2 separate regions of the Mus musculus genome follow, and region 1 is linked to region 2. The links are chromatin contacts, called in public Micro-C maps. All regions are on one chromosome and are shown on one strand. Each heading gives the region's core, a stretch centred on a gene start, on an enhancer-like site or on the middle of the called end of the contact. The rest is flanking DNA. Distances are from core to core; before and after follow the strand shown. Region 1 has its middle 190 kb from the start of 5031426D15Rik. Region 2 overlaps Celf2 (CUGBP, Elav-like family member 2).

What was found. A called contact is a pair of places that touch in the nucleus more often than the background predicts.
Region 1: a contact with region 2 is called in a Micro-C map of muscle stem cells, with 9 times the contacts expected there. The contact joins two enhancer-like sites. A contact is called at or near these places in 1 of 39 promoter capture datasets (cranial neural crest), 3 of 484 Hi-C or Micro-C datasets (muscle stem cells, nephron progenitors and pre-B cells), 6 of 115 datasets of contacts at active chromatin or transcription factors (embryonic forebrain, embryonic stem cells, fibro-adipogenic progenitors and 3 more) and 1 of 9 other capture datasets (adipose tissue).

What each region holds. Positions count from the first base shown.
Region 1 is chr2:7,113,865-7,116,564 of GRCm38.p6, reverse strand. It overlaps a transcript of Celf2 not described here. Among named protein-coding and RNA genes, the nearest start is that of 5031426D15Rik, 190 kb to the right of the region's middle. Within about 2 kb of position 1,269, at least 75 of the 459 cell types and tissues checked have an H3K27ac peak or open chromatin away from gene starts, as enhancers often do. A contact at or near this core is called in muscle stem cells, where this site is marked.
Region 2 is chr2:6,875,324-6,878,023 of GRCm38.p6, reverse strand. All of the region lies in intron 1 of Celf2 (CUGBP, Elav-like family member 2), which reads left to right. Among named protein-coding and RNA genes, the nearest start is that of Celf2, 8.3 kb to the left of the region's middle. Within about 2 kb of position 1,288, at least 16 of the 459 cell types and tissues checked have an H3K27ac peak or open chromatin away from gene starts, as enhancers often do. A contact at or near this core is called in muscle stem cells, where this site is marked.

The DNA.
Region 1 (2,700 bases), core at 20-2,519, 240 kb before region 2:
CCTTTCTCTCCCCCCTATCAGTTGTATTCCAATGCCCACAATCTATCTATAGGTGCCACCAATGAAGGGTTAGCAGTTGGATGATATTGGCATAGCTATCAGCAATCTGCAGATTTTCATTTGGGGTTGTGGCATCCTGAAATAAGTTGAAGCAGAAATAATATCCCTGGGTTGAGAGATTTCAAATTCTATTTATTGATAGGTGAAGTACAGGACCAGATACTAGTAAGTGAACAAAGTTGGCAGAGGGTAGAAATAACTTTCAGACTCCCAGCCACAACAGTGAAAGAGAAAACAAAAAGAAGAGGAGACACCAGCTGCTCTTTATTCTTTGGTGTGTTAAGCTTCACTACACCTGGGGCTCTTTATTTGCCTTTCTTTGGGCTCCCCGGTTTGCTTTATTCTCTCTGGAACTCTGTAAGGAATCAGCAGCATTAAATCCTGCAGCAATGCTTGCTGGGAAGCCCAGAGAAGTCACCAATATGAGTCAGCATAATAACATCTTCCTGTCTGGAACAAAGGCAGCATTCATCATCATTTAAGTGGACATATGATGCTGCTAGTCAAAGCCTCAGCCACAGATCACATCAGTGTCCCATTACAGAGGCAGCACTGTCCCAGGACCCGCTTGGAATAGGAATCTCAAGGCTGGGCTGGATGGTGGGGGTGTCTCACTCAAGCTTCAAGGAAAATTAAAGGCACTAAATCAGCTGGTTAATTATCTGTGTCATTGACCTTGGAGCCTTAATGGGAAAATGTATTTCAGACACCGAATGCCTGTAAACAAAGAATTATAAGGTGTAGTACCCATCTCATAATTGACAGACCGGAGTGCATTTAAACAGTGTACACTTTCCTCTATGACATTTGCTTCTGTCCCTCTGATTATGTCTTCTTCAATTTCCCCCAAAGCGATACAATGTGTCTTATAACTTCACTTGTCTTTAAAGTTGTGCATGAGCAAAGATTCTCCAAGAGCTTTTCCTATCTCCCAGTTGTCTTCTGCATTTCCTTAACCTTGCCAGAAGCTGAAGTCCTCAGATCCTTGCTACGTTGTTGAAGGAACTACCATCAGTGAAGAAAAAGACTGCAACACACAGTACTACCATCCTTTCTGTGATCTAACATTCAATTTCATCACCATGGCAAATCCCAAGGGCATTGTGCTGTGACTCCATGGTGAAAAGAAAAACACAGCATGGTAATGCTGAGCCCAACCCAGCCTGCGTGAAGCAGGTGTCAGCCTGGAGCCAGCACTGAAGGCATCAGTGACCATTCACTGAGCAGTCAGGCATGGCTCATCCTGACCCTGCACCTCAAGGGAACTGCGTGGCCCTAACAGCACACAGAAGAGTCACCAATAGTAGAGAAGTCTAAATTCTTGTCTTCTACTTCTTGCCAAAAATTAAGGAAGTCAGACTTCATGGTTTTCTGAATATGCCTGCGTATATTAAAACCACAGAAATAAGACACACTACAGTCAAGAAAAGGACATAGTCCTCCTAGTGTGACGTTTCTTTATTACCATTCATTGGCCGGCCTCTCATTTTTCCATGAGATTCCCTCTTTATCCCAACGTGGTCCTCCCCTTTGCCCCTCAAACTCTGTGGTTCTGGAAGTCTTCCTCTTGCTCCTGAACGGATTCCATCCAGAGAGCCGCTTTGTTTGCTCTCCATTGTGTGGGAAGAACTGGCCATTTTATTGGTTCATTCACTATCCTGGTTCCTGTTCCTTACACCATTATTGCTTGATTCGTTTAACTCATAAGGCACCAGAAAGAGAGACTGACAGGAATAGGGAAGGAAGAGGGGGAGGAGAGAAAAGAGAGACAGAAGGGATGGGATAAAAGGGAAGAGAGAGAAAGAGACACGGGAAAGAAAGTAGAGTGGGAGAGAAGGAGATTATCGAAGCTTCTGGGTTCCTAGAAAGAAATTCAACCTATGCTAGACTTTTACATACACCAAGATTTCCAGCTCGTGCTTAGGACCGGAGACAGCATTCCAGGATGCTCTGGGAAAGACTAGCATCCAGCTTTGAGAGAGAAGCTCTCTGGGCTCAGGCTCAGTCCCAGCTAATTTAATGTCTGTGCCAAGGAAATTTTCTGTGAGTGGAAGCACTTAACTCCTTAAGCAAACAATTCAAGAAAGATCTACGGAAAATAAGGTTTAGAGAGGGGGGGGGGGGAGTTGTTGGTTTCTAATAAGTCCTAGCACTTCATATTACACGCTCTAGATTTTACCCCAAGATTTCCCATAGATGGTCTCAGCTGCTCTGAGCATGTGCTTAATAGATAGATACTTGCTCCCTGGGAACTGAGAGAAAAAAAAAAACCAGGAATCACATGAGATTGTCCATAAGTCAGGATGTCACTGAGAGCAAAGGCTAGCTAAATTCGAACACATGGAGCAATGGGTTTTTCTCTTGTGAGAAGTCATCTGAGCACTTGTGATCTTTGGACATTTGGGGGCAGCTTTCAACGCTTCCCATTTACTGCCCAGGGAAGCAACTCTCTCCCTGTTGTGAGCCTTGTGAGCTTGCTTGTGAGATGAATTTGCTAATGGGCTTGAGGGTGGAGATCACTTACTTAGGCTCCAACAATCTGTGATTATGAAACACAGGCCCTCCAGATCCCACAACCTGGCCAGGCAGTCCAGGACAGGAAAATGCGCTCTGGATAGTCATGGATTGAAGTGACACACT
Region 2 (2,700 bases), core at 39-2,538:
TCTCTTATAGATTAAAAGTAGATTCAGATTTGAGGTATTATTATAGAAAGAATTTTTCCTGATCTCAATACCTTGATATATTTTCAACCTACGTGTCACTTTAATAGCTCAGTTATATAATTGCTATAGTAATAATTAGGTTGCCACATTATACGCCTTATCTGAGGATCATGGCAAGCTTTGAATGGTGAGCCATTCTTCTCTACTAAGAAGTAATGACCACAAGTAAGAAAAAAGTCTAGTTGATTAATCACACACAATGTTAAATGACTTGTTCTGGAGTCAATCAATGTTTTGACAAAATGAAATTGAGAATCCAACAGGTTTCGTTCTTAAATCTCATGATCCTTTTACTCAGTTCAAAATTATCATTTGCCCTAAAGGGTCTGACCTGTAAACTCGAAGTCAGATGTTTAAGAGCCCAATTCTCTTTGCTGGTAACCAGTTATCACTGGAAGTAAGTACTTTATTTTTACAGAAACTCAACCTTTTAGTCTCTTAATCCTCACTCTTCTTCCAGTTGTATTTGCTCATGAAAAACAAATGAACAAAAACAGAAAATAGCTTTGGACAAATGAAGCCGATTGTCTTTTTCATTGAAAATTCTGATTCCGGATAAGATCCATCTCAGTCAACCCCAGGCCTAAAGCTTACCACATCCATTTGTTGATTTCTTTTTATTCCCCGCCCACCTGTTCCTGCTCTCTCAACGACCTCATGTTATGCAGGCAACTGGGTCCTCCAGCTGTTGCTGCTCAGCTGCTGTAGTTTGTCAAGCAGCAATTTCTCCCTTTTAAAAATCTGACAACTTGGGAGAGAGTCAGATAACTTTCTGTGGATTAGGGGAAACATTTGATGGGCTAGGTTGTTGATGGGTGGATTGCAAGGGAATTAGAAACGTCACTCTGATAAGTATACATTTTGTTCCTGGCGCCAGTCTGGCACCAAATAAGGGCGCTAGTATCATTTGACAAATCTCAGCAACTTCCAAAAGGGTTCTGGAACATTCCTTCCAAAGGCTGCACCCATCCCCTCCACTGTCTTCCGTGTGCAAATCTCCATGCTAGACAGGGAAGCCTTTTTTCTTCTTCCTACCCTTTCCCCAGACTTCTTTGAAATGTTCCCATCCTATCTTCTTGCTTTGTGGTACACAATCTCTCACCCTACCCCTCCTTTCTTCTGGCAACGTCTGGAAAGAAATCCTGCCGCTCCCTATAGAGACAGCTGTTGCTACTTCAGAAACCAGCCATGGTCAAGGCAAGTGACATTTGATTTCTGGTAGAAATAAGTAACCCTCGGCCAACTCCTCACTTCACTTTGGTAGCCACCCACGCCGCCTCAGACACACAGCTGTAGAGGAGGGTGAGACTTTGTCTGGCTCCCATTTGAAAGACAGAAAGAAAAAGTGGTGGGTGGGGCAGAGAAAGGAAGAGAAGGCTGAGCAAGAAAAATTAAAGGTTTGCAGGAGTGGGCTAATGGAGAAAGGAGAAAAGGGAAAGGCCAGGTTAGTGGGGGAAATGAGGCAATGGCTGGCCTCTGGGTCTGAAAGACCCAGAATATTAACGTTCTCTGCCCTTGGAATGGAAGCTCCTGACAGCCCTGGAGGGGCATCTCATTTTCCACTTCGAAGGTAGGTATACAAAGAACAGCTTCCGTTGAAAAGCCTCTTCAGAAGGAAGACAAATTCACCATGCTGTATTTTGGCTCTATTAAAAACAAATTGGGGGGGGGGGGACCTAACAACAACACATGACTGCACAATGTCAGTAGAAGCTGTTCTCTAAGGAGATAGACTAGTTAATATCCCTTTAAAAAAATCCCATAATAGGGCCTACATTTCTTGTTCCAAATGGCTCTGAGCACACTGGGCTTGCTTTTATTTGTTTTTTGTTGTTGTTGTTGTTTTCTTTTTTTAAAACTGAAACAACTATGTTAATAAAATTTGAATCCAAAAGTGTGATAGGGAAAAGATATTTTGGCCTTTGGTTTGTGTTGAGTAGCCAATAGCGAGGAAAGTAAAAAAAAAATACTCATAAATGGGATTTTGGAGTCCAGTGAACAACACAAACACATCTTTGTTAATTACTGATGGCCAGTGCTTTTAAAGGTACAATTATGTGGGAAGCTAAGAACAGGATTAATAAAATATAGAAATTTGTCTCAAGCCATATAAAGTTATCTGCAGACAAAAACAAAACTTCTTTTATTATGAACATTAATGAGCTGTCAGGTCTCAGTTTCAGATGCAAGTATCCATTTTGCAAAAACCAACAACAACAACAAGAAAAAGTTGAAAGATTCATAGCTAGTGGAATGTATTCCGGTTCCGTGAGTGGGTGGAAGGAAGAGGACTCTTCCATTTCAAGGATGCACACTTTACGTGAGATGCGTTATTAGCACCCTGTTTTATCGAGGGACGCTTGCTTTTAACCCTGGTGATAATTCAGTGCTCAGACAATGGCCACTGGACACAACAGTATGGGATGCTGAGGAGGGAAAGTGGAGCTGAAACAGCACAGCGCACTGCCTGCCTTGGAAAGCCGCATGTAAAATGAGGTCATTCAGAAACTTTCCCTTGAAGTGCTTCCAATTCTTGAATTGCCTTTTGTTTGGGAAATGAATAGCAAGTTGATTAAAAAAAGGAGACAATTAGGGGAGGTAGGGGGATGGGGCAGAGACGAGCTTAAGGTTTTGTTCCAG